2 separate regions of the Hordeum vulgare genome follow, and region 1 is linked to region 2. Evidence: chromatin contacts called from public Hi-C data. All regions are on one chromosome and are shown on one strand. The core of a region is the stretch at or near the end of the contact, and the rest is flanking DNA. Distances in the headings are between cores, read along the strand shown. Region 1 has its middle 39 kb from the start of LOC123412921. Region 2 has its middle 71 kb from the start of LOC123442913.

Region 1 (7,078 bases), core at 3,143-5,642, 360 kb before region 2:
TAGCCAGTGGTCCTCCCGCGCTGGTTCTGTCCATTTTTAGGGCCAGGGGTGAGCGGTACTTCCCTATTGGAGCTCCTACCTGCCGCATCCTACCGCACAGGGGCGCCCAACTGGGCCTTCCCAGATATCTTTTTTATTCATGTTTTTTTCTTTTTTGCTTATTCTTTTATTTTTATATTTTCTAATTTAGAGCAAAAAAATATTTAGAATTTGAAGAACAAATTTCTAATTCGTTTTTCCCCTTTTCCTTTTCTTGTCGAATTTGAAGCAAAAAAGTTTTATAGAATTTGAAGGAAAAATTGTGAAAATCAAATATTTTTCAAATTTATGAACAATGTTTGAAAAACGATTTTTTTTTAATTTTGTAACATTTTTCGAAATTTTTGGAAAAGAAAAAACACCTTTTGAAATTTAAGAACAATTTTCAAACACGAAATTAGTTTTAACATTTAACAAAAAAATATATTTCTATTTTGCTTGAAAATACCGAATATTTTTTGAAAATACTGCACATATTTCCTAAAATACCGAAAAAAAATTGGAGTTATATTTCTTTTTGAAACACAGAAACTATTTGAAGTTTAGATCATTTTATAAAAAGGCAAATGCAATTTGCTATATTAAATATCAATTATACAAAATCAAGAACATTTTAAAATCTAGAATATCATTTTGAATTTATGAACAAAGTTTAAAAAACAATAAGTTTTAAAATTTTGAATAATATATTCAAAGCAAGAACGTTTTTGAAAATTTAGGATTATTTTGCACACGAACTTAATTTTGAAACTTAAAAAGAAAATTCATATATTTTTTCAAAATACCAATCATTTTCTTAAGATAAAGATCTTTTTCTTAAAAAATCGAACATTTTCTGAAAAATCTTGGAAAATTTTGAAATTTATGAATGTTTTTGAAAAACGACAACTATTTAAAATTTAAATCATTTTTATAAAAATGTTTTTTTTGAATTTGAATAACATTTTGTGAAAATCCAATATATTTTTTGGAAATCTAGAACATTTTTTGGAACAAAAGGTAAAAATAAAAAAATAAACAGAAATTAATTCAGAAAACAACTTCTAGAATTTCCCAAAAAAAACACGACTGAAACCTTTAGAAGGTTTCCAAAATCAGCAAACCCGCCGGAAGTGGGCAGGTCCATGAGCTTCGCTTACATCCATCCCCTTGTGCGAAGTCTGGGCAATTCGGCGCAGATAGCGGTGAATAGAATTTTCTCTTTCCTATTGCTGCGGGCGAGACAAAGATACGCCCCTGGTTTTGAGATAAATACACTCATGGTTACTCTATTTGGGACGAAAGCACGATACGATCAGTGAACATTGGAATACGCTCGTTACGGTCATTGAATACGATGGGACGTGAATATACGGTCACTGTAGCACGTATGCGGTGCGTACAGGCCTAGTTTGACCTATTGTTGACCGCCACGTAGTGGTCTCTCATTCGGTCAACGATTCATGAAGGGGGTTTTTTTGTAAAAGAACCAAAATCCCCAATCCCTCAAATCCCTAACCCGCGGCGTCCCCCTCAAATCCCTAACCCTCTGTCGCTCTACTCCGCCTCCGTCGCTCTGCTCAGCCACCACCGTCGCTCTGGCGCTGTCCCCCGCAAGCTCTGGCGGTCATGTCTCTCACGAGCTCGTCCTCCTCTGCTGTCCGCCGCCGGGCGTTGGCGCTGCCGCTGATCCGCTGCGCAGGTCTGAAAGTCCTGAACTTCAAATGCAACTCTTCATCATCTGAATCGGGTGCCCACAAATCTTCACCTTCACACAAGTCTTCATCTGAATCATACTTCTGTTTGCCTTTGTCTTGAGCTTTAGGTTGCACTTGATCCCCTTTATGCTTTGCTCTCTCATTACTTTTGTTTTCCTGCCTGTGTTCTGGTTCATCCTCATCTACATTATCTGCATACAAGTCATCATCATCATTGCCTATTTCATTGTCACTGTCCACAAGTAGACCAGGGTCATAATCCTCATCATCTGTGTCAGTACCTGCATCCTCTTCTTCCATTGCACAAGTGCATTTTCTCTGCCTAGCACTCCTCCTCATAGATGTGCTGCCTCCAACATCCTCTGCTTGCATTTCAGTATTTGCATCTGCTTGCTCTGTTTCTTGCTCAGGGAATACAACCTGCAGAGGAATTAGTGCCCCTGTCTCTGGCTCTGCATGTGCTTGCTCTGTTTCTGCCCCTGCCTCTGCTTGCTCTGTTTCTGCCCGTGCCTCTGCTTCCTCTGTTTCAGACTGAACACTACTGCTGGGAATCCTCTTTGCAGGGCTGATAACTGGAGGCAAATGTGCTCTTGGATAGTGCACAACATCATCTTCATTTGAATTTGCCTGCAAGCTGTCATCATGATCTAGATATATACTGAAGAAATGGTGCCCAATATCAACAAACACCATCATTCTGTCTGTCTGCTCCTCATCACTAAGTTCTCTTAGACCATTTGTACTGGGTGTAAGGATGGGCACACAGTAGAATACTTTGAGCCTCCCTGTCATCTCATAACCTATTTCCTCAACTAGGCTTTCAATGAGAATTGGTGACCAGGTTACCTTCTCCACATTATCATACCAGATGGCTCGACCATTCACATAAGCACGGTTCCTCCCATGCCCAACAAAAAATCCACCATGATTAATTTCAACCGAGAAATTTCTGCTTCTACGACCCGATGCACCAACACATAGACAGCAAGATCAGAATCGGCTGTATATACATTTTATTAAAAGAGATAAAACCCTAAGCCCCAATTCTCCTACCCCCAAATCCCATACCAAAACCCTAGAACAATCGGGCCTGACTAACAACAACAACACATCTACAAAGGCAATGCGGCCCTAAAAGGTTGGTTTTTGAACATCAAAACGCTCATATTCTTGAGGAAATAGGACTTACTGTACACGAGGGGAGGTGCCCCTTGTGGACGACGAACAGGGGCCATCGACGTCGGGTCCAACGGGAAGAAGGAGTGCTGCGGCGGTGCCTCGTCGACGACGCACGAAATCAGCCCCTCGCCACGACTATACCGTCGACGATCGCTGGGGCGGCGACTCCCCTTTCTCTGGGCGAAGACGAACAGGGGACGTGATTGGAGGAGGAGGAGGAGGGATGATTGGGGATTAGGTGATGCCTGAGGGGCTATTCGCATATTTCCACTGCCGCGGCGCCGCGGATCGCCACCTGTCCCCAACGATCGGTCAGCACGTGGTCAACTAGGCCTGTACGCACCGCATACGTGCTACAGTGACCGTACATTCACGTCCCATCGTATACAGTGACCGTAACGAGCGTATTCCAATGTTCAGTGACCGTATCGTGCTTTCGTCCCAAATACAGTGACCATGAGTGTATTTATCTCCCTGGTTTTCTGCGTGATAGCTATGTCTCTCCAAAAGAATAAAGAGAGAGGAAGACCGACGCTTCTAGCCAAGGCATCCACATGATGTTTGTTTCTTAGTAATGGGGGGGGGGGGCGTTCTTCTTGGGGTAACTAGCGACGGATTTCTCAAGTTTTTATGCTTCCTTCTTTTGTTTTGTTTCCATTTTCTTCTCTGATTTCTAAATTCTTTTTCATTATTTTCTTTAATTTTATGTTCCATCTTATTATTTCCTGGTTTAATTTTATATAATTTATATTCTTTATATTTTTGGTTTTCCATGTTTTGTTTTTCGTTTTTTATATGTCAACCACATTTTCTTATACACTTTTAAAATATATTTAGTACAAATTTAACAATCTCTTGATATATGATCAAAATTTTATCTATACACATTTTTAACATTTTGAAATGCTTGATTATAACTTTTCATAGACAAGATTAACATTTTTTTGATAAATGGTTAACCTTTTTTATATACATTTTTAGTGCTTGCTTAACAGTTTTAAACAAGAAGATTAAACTTTCTCTAATATATGGTCAACTTTTTATACTAATTTCAACATTTCCCAAATGGCTAATTAATATTTTCAAATATTTTTTCAACATTTTTAAACAATTCTTGAAATTTTTTTATATAAATTATTTAAATTACTTTTAAATTTCCTTAACACATGATCAACATTTTTTCCATACAGGTTTAACAATATCCGAATGCTTTTTCAACACTTTTGAACTTGTTCATCATTTTTCAAATACTTGTTCAACATTTTCAAATGTGTTTTATAGTGTGTTTTTGTATTTAATATTATGAGTTTTTAAAACAATATAGGAAAGTGTAAAAATAAAGCAAAAACCAAAAGTAGGAAACAGGAAACAAAAGTGAAAGAAGAGGTTTCGGCTTATTGCGCGGGTTGGTTGGGCCATCCTGCTCGCCCCTTCAGCAAGTCAGAAGCTGGACTCGCTCAAGGGAGATATAGGAGCGCCCGGTCTTCCCGGCGCGTTTTTGAATGGCTTGTAGTGGTACGTATTGGAGTGTCGCCTAATGCAAGCCAGTAGTCGGCCAGCCTACCTCGTCGGGCTCGTCATGCTGTTGTAATGCATTCTATTTTGTTTTATTTCTCTTTTAAAATACTTATACATATAATATAAAAATATATATTAATTTTTATGTGTTCATCACTTACTAAGAAAATGTAAATTTAGTGGAAAACATATTGGCTCAGCTTTTGAAAAAAAGTTATACAATTAAAACAAAATGTATGTGACACTGAAAAAATGTTCACTTGTTTGAGAAATGTATGTGCATTTTTCTAAAACTTATATAATGTAAAGTAAATCCATGTAATTCAAACAATATGTACATTAAATCCAGAAAAATGTTCACGTGTTTCAAATAAAATGTTTTGAACGTTATTTTTAATTCGATTTATAAGCAGGTTGCATAGTATTAAAAATCATTTCATACAAAAACATGCTTCAACATGGATTTGAAAAATGTTTAACACGTATTCACTTTTTTCAAACCATATATTTCAAAAACATGATAGTGATTTATTTTAATTTTTAGTTGATATAATAAATGTTTTATATTTATTAAAAAATTGTGCAATGTGTATGAAGAAAACTATATAACAAAAATACATATTTGAAAAAAACTCATATATTTGAGAAAGCTAACGTCAGTTAAAAAATGTTTCAGGTTTATATGCAGAAAGTACAATGCGCATATTATTTTTGGCATCAAATGTAAATTAAAAAATGTTGACCTCGTATTTGTGAAATGTTAAAAATTGTACAGAAAATATTTTCTTGTGTATACCAAAAATGTAAAATGTGCAAGGATAAAAGTGACATGTGCTTTTTCTTGAAAAGGAAAATTGAAAAAAGCCCGGTGTAAACCAAAGAAAGAACAAAGAAAAACCATTGAAAATGGGAAAGAAGAAAAAACAAAAAACATGTGAAAACTGAGGCAAAATAGTGAAAAATTGATTAAGACACCATAGGAAAGAAAATCACAAACACATTCTGTCGGTCTAAAACAGCCACGCTGTAGGCAACCCTAATAGGAATCTTTAACAACAACAGCAACAAAGTTATGATTCTGGTTTTAGGTTGCTCACAAAAGATAGGAAACAAAAGGAAATGCATGTGGCACATGAAGTTCGGCTAATCTTGCATGCACACACATAGCCAGTGACGATCATACAATCACTCACTCACGGGAAAAGTTCATTTTAAACCCTGAACTCGTAGAGGTTTGTCGAAGCGAACCCTCAAATCAAAATAACGATCGATTGCATCCTAAACTATGCAATTTTGGTCTAAATCAAATCTTCGGATCACGTTCCAAACAGAGATAGTCGGGATAGCTTGGATTGGTGGCATTTCGCAAGGGCACACACCTGCTCCTCGCTGCACCGGCCTGCTTAAGTTTTTTTCTTGTTTAAAAAATTCACAAAGAGTGCACCCCTGCTCCTTGATGGACCGGACCGCTTAAAAAGAATTTCGTTACAAAAAATCGCAAAGGGCGCAACCTTGACCCCTGATGGACCAGTCGCTTTAGCTTTTTTGTTTAAATAAAAAAAGTAAGCACACCATATGGCTCGAACACGAGATCAGTTGATGTTGGGAGGCACAACTAACCAGCAAGACATGACTTTTGTTGCGTTCAATTGCTCCTTTAAAAAAAAAATGTTTTCTTATTTCGTCTTTCTTTTCTTTACTTTCTTTCGTTTTCTCTCCATTTCTTTTTCATTTGTTTTACTTTATATTGTTTACTTACCTTCTTTTTCTTAAATACATGTTTTTTTTTCTAAATCGATGAACTTTTGAAAAAACCTTGTGAACCCGGATTTTCAAAAAAGAGCTCACGAATTTTGGAAAAAAGGTTTACGAATTTAGAAAAAGTTCAACTATTTGAAAAGAAAATTTATGATTTTTGAATTTTCTTTTGTAAAACTGATAATGAGTTCGTCGATTTAAAAAAGTCCATAAATTCGAAAACCTCCATGAGCGAGCAGACAAAAAAAGGTAAATGGGTTGGACCATGCACTTTTTTTGCAGTGTAATAGAAAAATTGTTTATAAAAAAGGAAAAATTAAACAGACAAAAAAAGACAAATGGGTTGGCCCAGCATGGAGGACGGATGCACGCCGTGGTCGACACTATCGGCCCCTAGCTAGACGAATCCCCGTTGATATTTGCCATATCAGCATTTTTATGTCTCAAACGATGCTACGATTTAATTTAGACCGGATTACATGGTTCAGGATGCAATTGACCAGAATTTCGGTTTAATGATTCGTTTCTCTGAACCTCTACGAGTTCAGAGTTTAAAATGAACTTTTGGCACCGGGGCCACATCGCACGCTTGGGCTGGATCATTTCTGGATGACAGACAGGCTAGGGTACGCAGCAGCTAGCCAAAGCCATCGACATCTCTCCCTGTCTGCAAAAAGGATGCAGCGCGGCAGGAGAGCGAGGAGGATTAGACGATGATGAGCACGGCCTGATACGCGGGGTCGTGGTACTGCATGCATGCATGCAAATCCCTTTTGCTCCCACTGCTCTCGTCCTCTCCTGTCTCGATCGCCTCATTCGTTGTAACCTTCTGCTCGACGTCTTCCCGTGCATACATAATCCCTGTCACGTCTCTCTGTTTATCTATC
Region 2 (7,461 bases), core at 2,618-5,117:
TGGTGGACACTCCTCTCGACAAAAATTTCGACCATCGGTGTTGGTCGCTTCCTCTTTCCTTTCTCGCGCATTATACCAAGGTTTATATCACGAGAAGAAGAAGAGGGATACGACCCCCACGATAACAGTTGGGATTCCTTCATCAAGAACATAATGAAAGTTACACGAGGAGTTCCGAGAGACTGAAAGTCAACCCAAATCATAAGTCAATTAACATTGCAATTATGGAGTAATGGAAAATCATGGTCACTTGATATTTCCTACTTTATAGTAAAAGTCATGCTGAAATCCATAAAAAAAATCGGCATGACCAATGCTAAAATATGACATATCGAGCGCCTGAAATTTGCCAAAACAAAAATGAATCAACATTCCGGTAAAACATAGGTACTAGGATGTGTTCGTTGCAAAATCATACACACGTGTCCAATAATAACATATAGCATTCTTTGATGACAAAGTGATAATGACGTAAAAGTAATTAAAGTGTCCAACATATTTTGATACCTGAAACATTTCTATATTCAAAAAACCTATTCGATTGCTAAAATACTTAAAGGTATTTCCTATTTCTATTACTAGTTTTTATATTTTCTGTAAAGGTATTTTTCTGTCCAACACATTTGTATTCGATTGATAATTTTTTACTAAAAAAATTGTGTTTCTATTACTAGTTTTTATATACAATTCTATAACTAGTGTTTGTATTTTCTATTCTATTCTATTACTAAATATTTTACTAAAAAATTATATACCTACTTAGTTAGGAGAGAGGAGGTGGGAGGAGTGGGGAATGAAGAGGAGGGGGAGGAGGGAGGAGGACAGCAGGAGGGTGGAGAGAGAATGGCAACGGGAGGAGGGAGGAGAGAGGAAGAGGGGGAGGAGGGCGAGAGGAGGAGGGAAGAGGCTGGTCGGAGGAGGAAAGGAGGAGGGTTGCAGGAGGAAGGAGGAGGTAGCAGAGAGGAGGGAGATACCTCGGCAGCAATGGTGACGGCGATGGGCGAGGGTGACGACGACGATGGGATACAAAATGAGGGTGTGAGAGGAGGGTGCTAGAGACACGAACAAGCGTGCAGAGTGTGGATAAGATGACCATAGTAGTAGCCGGGGATACATACACGCGCTACGGCTAAAATGTTAGTTGTGGTGCATGTTAAGCGGCCGCACTGCTACTATAGCCAGTCGAGGGGGACACGAAGGGGGGCTTGTAGTAATAGCGCGGCCCACTTTGTTTCCCGATTTTGTTTCCCCACTTTGTTTCCCCATTTTCCGTCCTAGATACTTCATTTATGAACAATACAAAATATATTCAAACTTAGTACATTTCTAACCGATCCCCTAAAAGTTAGTGGAGTAAAAGTTGGAGTAAAGTTGGTGGAGTAAAATTATGCTCCACTAATGGTGGCCGCACCTAGACGATCCACTATAGTTAGTAGAGTAAAATCAAATTTGTGAGTGGTTTGTACATTATCAGTATAAATACAATCTCTACACAATACATATCTTAAAATCATTCAAATTAAAGCGGGTAGCAATAATCGTCATAACATAAAGTTTCATCACAGTGTTTTTCAAATTTAAACATACTAAGTTCATCCAAAAGGCATCACTTCAAACATAATGTTTGATTCAAAATCACCAGAGACATAGCGTGTATATGTTGTGGATCGAGCCAATCTTTGGCATGCACCACCACCCTCTCGATCACCGCCACTCAAACGACGTCCTCGGCAAAGAAATCAACCTCGACATCCTCTCGGCCACCATCATCACCACCACCACCATCCTCTCGGCCACCATCATCACCACCACCACCACCCTCTCGGCCACCATCACCATCCTCTCGGCCACCATCACCACCACCACCATCACCACCACCACCACCACCACCATGTCCACCGTCACCACCCCCTCGGCCACCATCACCACCACCCCCTCAGCTACCACCAACATTCCGAAGATAGGCCAAGATTTGTCCACGAGTGAGCTCCCAATAATTTCTTGTGCCTCCATCCATTGGTTGCAACCGGATGCAGTCGGACCATCGGTTGCATTGATCATGATGGTGCTCCAACGATGCCCAAGCGAACCTTGTGTACGGATTGATCACACGTCCACGAAGATGTTGTAGTAGTCGGTGATCCTCTCCCAAAACATGGTCTTGGTTTTATTCGTTCCGATCGTTGCATCCATGGAGATGGCACACCAAGCGTCATAGAGCGCAAGGTCCTCCTTTTGATTATAGTTTTGGGTGCGGATCCTTGAGGCCTTGGTGCTTGCTTCGGTCACCACCACCCCTCCTCTTCGTCCACCACCTCTTGGACCTCCTCCTCGGCCTCCTCCATGTCTTGGGTGTCCGAATGATCTCAAAACGAGTTATAGTTGAGACATCGATGCTAACGGTGGCCGAGGACTCCAACGATGCGAGGAATTTGGCCGTGTTCATCTCCGCTCTACGATGTCAAAGCAAGTACTATAAACAATCACTATTGAATACCAACGGGACGCGAGGTTATATTTTTACCTTGTTGGGATTTCATCAAGCACTTGGCAGTCGCGTTTTTTTTTGTTGTGGGTTGTGGTTGTCGCTCGCGCCGGAGCAGTTGTCGTAGGGGCAGTCGGAGTTGCCACACGAGGCACGGGCTTTGGACTGGGCACCGTCGTTGTCTTCTTCATCTTCTTCTTGGCAGTCGCCTCGGCGAGCGCCGCCGTCGGCTTTCGAGCATGTTTGCCTCCTGTAGGTGCGGCGGGAGGGCGAAGTGTTGTTATCACAGATGTGGTGGCCACACCGGACACCATTGGCGCGGTTGGAGGCGGAGTTTGGAACCGGTGGTTCTTTGTCATCCCCAAACTTTTTTTGGCACTCGCGGCGGGAGGGCTATCTATTCCGGCCGGCTCGGAGGTCATAGGTGGCGGCTGCGGGGGGGTGGCGGCGAGAGGAAGTTTTACTCAGCTGCCGCATGATGGTGTATATTTAGGAGAATCTTGGGGGATATAGAGAGTTGGAGTAAAAAATTATACTCCTTTAACGTTTTTAGGGGATCAGCAAGGTCTGTCATAAGGATGTAAATCAAAAAAATTACTTTCTTATGGCTGTATTGGAGATCAGTTAGAAATACCCTTAGACAACATCATCTTCGCATAAGCACTTGGAACTTAGAGACCAAAGTATATGATAGTTGAGTTGGCATCTGAGAGATCTAATCGTTGGTCTTTGTTTTTCTCAAACTTGAGTCGGCGTGCTCACGATGATGAATATGTAACTCTAAAAGAGGTATCCTCGTCAACCATGGAGCCAAAATGTCGCTCTCCTGCTTCCATGGAGTGCAGAATTAATTGGGCATGTTTTTACAGAAAGAACAAAGTGCAGGTTTACCTTCTTTCTTTTTTTTGCGGGGAAGATGCAGGTTTACCTGAATTTTGAATTTTGCTTATATGTTTCAACCAAAAGACTAAAAAAATATTAGATACAATTCCAAAATACAAATTTCAACAGATCTTTTGTGAAACTACAAGACTGCGGCTGGGTCTAAGACTTGTTTAATGTCGATTTCAACACATGGTTTACATGAATACAGTAGATGAAACATGTTGAAACATCTCACACAAAAAGTTCAGCAAAATTCACAAAAATCTGTCTCGTACGCGTCTTCCCGCAATGGTGCGGCGTATATCATTGATCATTTGATCTGAACATCACAGAGAAGCTAACAGTACTTGTCCAGGGAAAACCCAGCCCGTTGGATGAAATCGAAACGCAATGATAGCCTTCGAGAAAGTAGGCCGCACTGCCCAGCACAGATGGAACAAGTGTACTTCCGTGCCATCGCCATCCGAGTCCGAGTGTCCGACTGCTGCCCGCAGCACACATATGTGTGGTGCCCGCAGCCCACGTCGACGGAAGGACCTGGCTTTCCTTCGTGCCGAACCATAATGGCCTGAAGCTTGTTATTCCCTCTCCTCTTCTAAACACGATGAAACGCAGATAAAAACTCAAGTTTCAGATGTTTGTGTGAAGATTAATTAACATGGTAATTAAGGGGATTAATCCCTCCTTGTAATAACGACAAAGAAACAACACGAAAGGAACGAAACTTTCGCTGGAACTGCAGCGAATAGGAAAAGCAATCGCACACCCGACTGATATAATGGCCGGCACATGTGATTGTGCGAGCCATCGATTTTGTAAAACTTATCGAAGGTTCGTGGCCGGTTTCGGAAATCAGTTACTCTCTTTTTCGTATTTTGGTTTGTTTTTATGTTTTGTTTTCTTTTTCTTTTTTATTTTAAAAATCTTAAATTTCGACAAACATTCAACATATTCACAAATTGTTCTTTTTATGAAAATAATTAAAACATTCCAAAACAATCACGTTTTTTAAAATTGTTTTTGTTTTCTAAAAATGTTTGGAATTTTGAATTCTTTTCACATTTTGTAAAAATGATCCGAGTTTCAAAAAAGTTCCTGTTTTCAAATATAGCTTTCCATTTCACGAAACTGTTTGTAATTACAATAGTGTTCATGTTTTAGAAAATAGAGTTTCAAATTTTGTTCATGTTTTCAAAAATTGTTTGGACTTTTGATTTTTGTTCAATTTTATAAAAAATATTCAATAATTCTAAAAGCTTTCCAAAAATTTCGAGATTGTTTATGTTTTCAAAAAAATGTTGGCACCCAAAAATAGAATTAAAAATTCTTCCTGGTTTTAAAATTCTATTTCAAAATTGTTTACAATTTCAAGAATTTTTTTGACAATTTTAAAAAAGCGCATTTGAATCTCAATGGTGCAATGTCTTCTCAAATATTTTTCATATCATAATAATCACTAGCAATCATCGGTTTTGTTGGCCAGCAGCGCACGTACATGAGTACGTGGTCGTGAATTTGGGAAAATTCTATATGCCGCTCACTACATCCAATTGTCCATGCTTCGCACAGGGTTGCGTAAACCGTCGACGCAGTAGCTAGACTTTCCTTGTCGGTTTTTTCTGGTTTTCAGAACCTTTTAGAAGGTTCCCTAAACCGGTTTTCTATTTTTTTATTTCTATTTTCTTTATACTGTTCTGTTTCTCTTTTTTCTGTTTATATTTCAAAAATGCTCTGGATATTCAAAAAATACTTGGGATTTACAAAAACTGGTCTTCAAATTCGATAAATACTTTTACACAATAGAAAAATGTAATGTTTCTTCTTTTTTCCAAAAATTGTTCTGGATTTTTAAAAATGTTTGGAATTTCATGAATTGTTGGTCAAATTCGGAAATGTTTTTTTCTTTTTACAAAAAAGGTTCTGGATTTTCACCAAAATGTTCTAGAGTTTCAAAAAATGTTCCGTACATTCAAAAAAATCTGTGTTTTTCAAAATGTTTTCTACTAAATGTTCTTATTTTTCGAAATTTGTTCTAAAAATTCAAAAAATGTTTGTATCTTTAAAAAAGATTCATGTTTATGTTCAGAATTTTTCAAAAATTTCTCATTTTCCAAAAAAAACACGAGATTCAAAAAATGTTCTGGATTTTCAAAAAAATGTCCGGGATTTTCAGCAATTGTCCTTTAAATTCGAGAAAATAATTGCTTTTTAGACAAATGTTCTGTATTTTTAAAAATGTTTTTCAATAAATGTTCTTGTTTTAGAAATTTGTTTTCGAAATTAAAAAAATATCGTATTTTAAAAAATTGTTCATGTTTATAAATTTGTTCAGGATTTTCAAAAAAAATCTCATTTTCAAAAAAATTTCTCAAGATTCAAACAAATGTTCTGGATTTTCGAAAAATGTTCAAGATTTTCAACAATTGTTCTTGGAATTCGATTTTTTTGATTTTTTTGAAAAATGTTCTAGATTTTCAAAAAATGCACTGGATTTTAAGAAATTGTTCTGGATTTTCTAAAATGTTTTTCAATAAATGTTCTTATTTCTCGAAATTAGTTCTCAAAATTCGAAAAAGGTTCACATTTTCAAAAAAAAATCATGTTTATAATTTTTTTTTAGGATTTTTAAAAAGTTGTTCTCAAGATTAAAAAAATATTCATGCTTCCAAAGAAATTCGGTGTTTTAAAAATTGTTCTCCGTTTCAAAATTTTGTTCTTAAGATTCAAAAAATATTCGTGGTTTAAAAATTTGTTCCCAGTCCCAAATTTCTTCAAGATTTTTTAATATTATTCTTTGTTTTAAAATTTTATTCCCAATATTCAAAAAATGTTTCGTGCTTTAGAAAATTGTTCGTGTTTTCAAATTTGTGTATAAAAACGTTCATGTTTTCAAAAAATGATTGAGAAATTCTATGTTTGTTCGTGTTGATTTTCAAAAAGGAAAAAGAAAAAGGAAATGAGCAGAAAAGGAAAAAAGAAACAGAAAAAAAATTATCTGTTTTTTAGGCAAAAACAAAGCCTAGGTCGGCCTAGTCGGGGCGAACCCCTTGTGCGTGCGCCCAACTCCTTGCCGCGTAGAGCGACACGTAGGAGCTCACAAGAATTTGAATCTCCTTAACACATACTTGCGCCCTCGTGGGCTTGACCTCCGTTGCGTTAATCTCCTATATGACGAGGTCCGTGGAACAAGATATGACTCTTTTCTTTTGGTATAGAGGTAAGTCAGTCCATCAAACTCAACAAGTTCTGAACAATCGGGGCCTTGTGAAAACACTTACACATGGGCCATAGGCCCATCTTCAACGCACTATGTGAGTTTGATCCCTCCTCAACACACTATGTTTTTTTGGATTTTTACGTCGGGCGCTAAGAAAACAACTTACTCGCGCCTTTGGGCGTGATCTCTTATGCGTATCATTCTGCGTCATATATAAGGTCGATGAAAAATATGGGACTCTTTTATTTTGATGATATAGAGTAAGTAAGGCCCATCAAATTCGACTAAGTTGTGAACAATTAGGGCCTCACAAAGACACTTACAGGTGGGGCCCCGTCTTAATGGTTAAGTGCAAGAATTCAGTTTCACGTCAGCCATACGACACCGTCACAAGCGTCATGAAACTATGCTCATCGGTCACGACTGGATCATCACTACCTAAAAAGTTAATACAATATATCAATGACTTTAAAAGTTCTCCCCTAGCTCTCGCGAATATGATTTCCCAGTCCTCATAGCAACGATGCCACCATGAGTCCACTTGGTCCGACCTTTCACCGTACACAAGCCATGTCCTCCCTGGCCTGCTTCCTCCTTGCGGTATTGGTTAGGGTTTAGGGGTGCTGATGAGGTTTCCTCATTCGATTATGCGGGGATCGTAGGAAGGGATTGGGTCTTTGGAACATGGATTAGAAGATATTAGTAGCTTGCTACAACGTTTGTATCTTTAGGATGAAGATTGGTGTGAAAATGGGCTACAATGGACAATCGCAAGAAGCAAAACAAAGAAATAGTGGTTCAGATTGAAAACATGCTAAAGCAAGAGAAAAAAATTTGGGTGCACTAAGGTAGAGACAGTTGGCTCCATCATGGA

The links. A called contact is a pair of places that touch in the nucleus more often than the background predicts.
Region 1: a Hi-C map of leaf shows a contact between it and region 2, with 4 times the contacts expected there. The contact joins two enhancer-like sites. A contact is called at or near these places in 2 of 6 Hi-C or Micro-C datasets (leaf and seedling).

The regions. Positions count from the first base shown.
Region 1 is chr1H:432,430,560-432,437,637 of MorexV3_pseudomolecules_assembly, reverse strand. No RefSeq gene overlaps it. Among protein-coding and RNA genes, the nearest start is that of LOC123412921, 39 kb to the left of the region's middle. Within about 2 kb of position 4,392, at least 3 of the 3 cell types and tissues checked have open chromatin away from gene starts, as enhancers often do. A contact at or near this core is called in leaf and seedling, where this site is marked.
Region 2 is chr1H:432,067,082-432,074,542 of MorexV3_pseudomolecules_assembly, reverse strand. No RefSeq gene overlaps it. Among protein-coding and RNA genes, the nearest start is that of LOC123442913, 71 kb to the right of the region's middle. Within about 2 kb of position 3,867, at least 3 of the 3 cell types and tissues checked have open chromatin away from gene starts, as enhancers often do. A contact at or near this core is called in leaf and seedling, where this site is marked.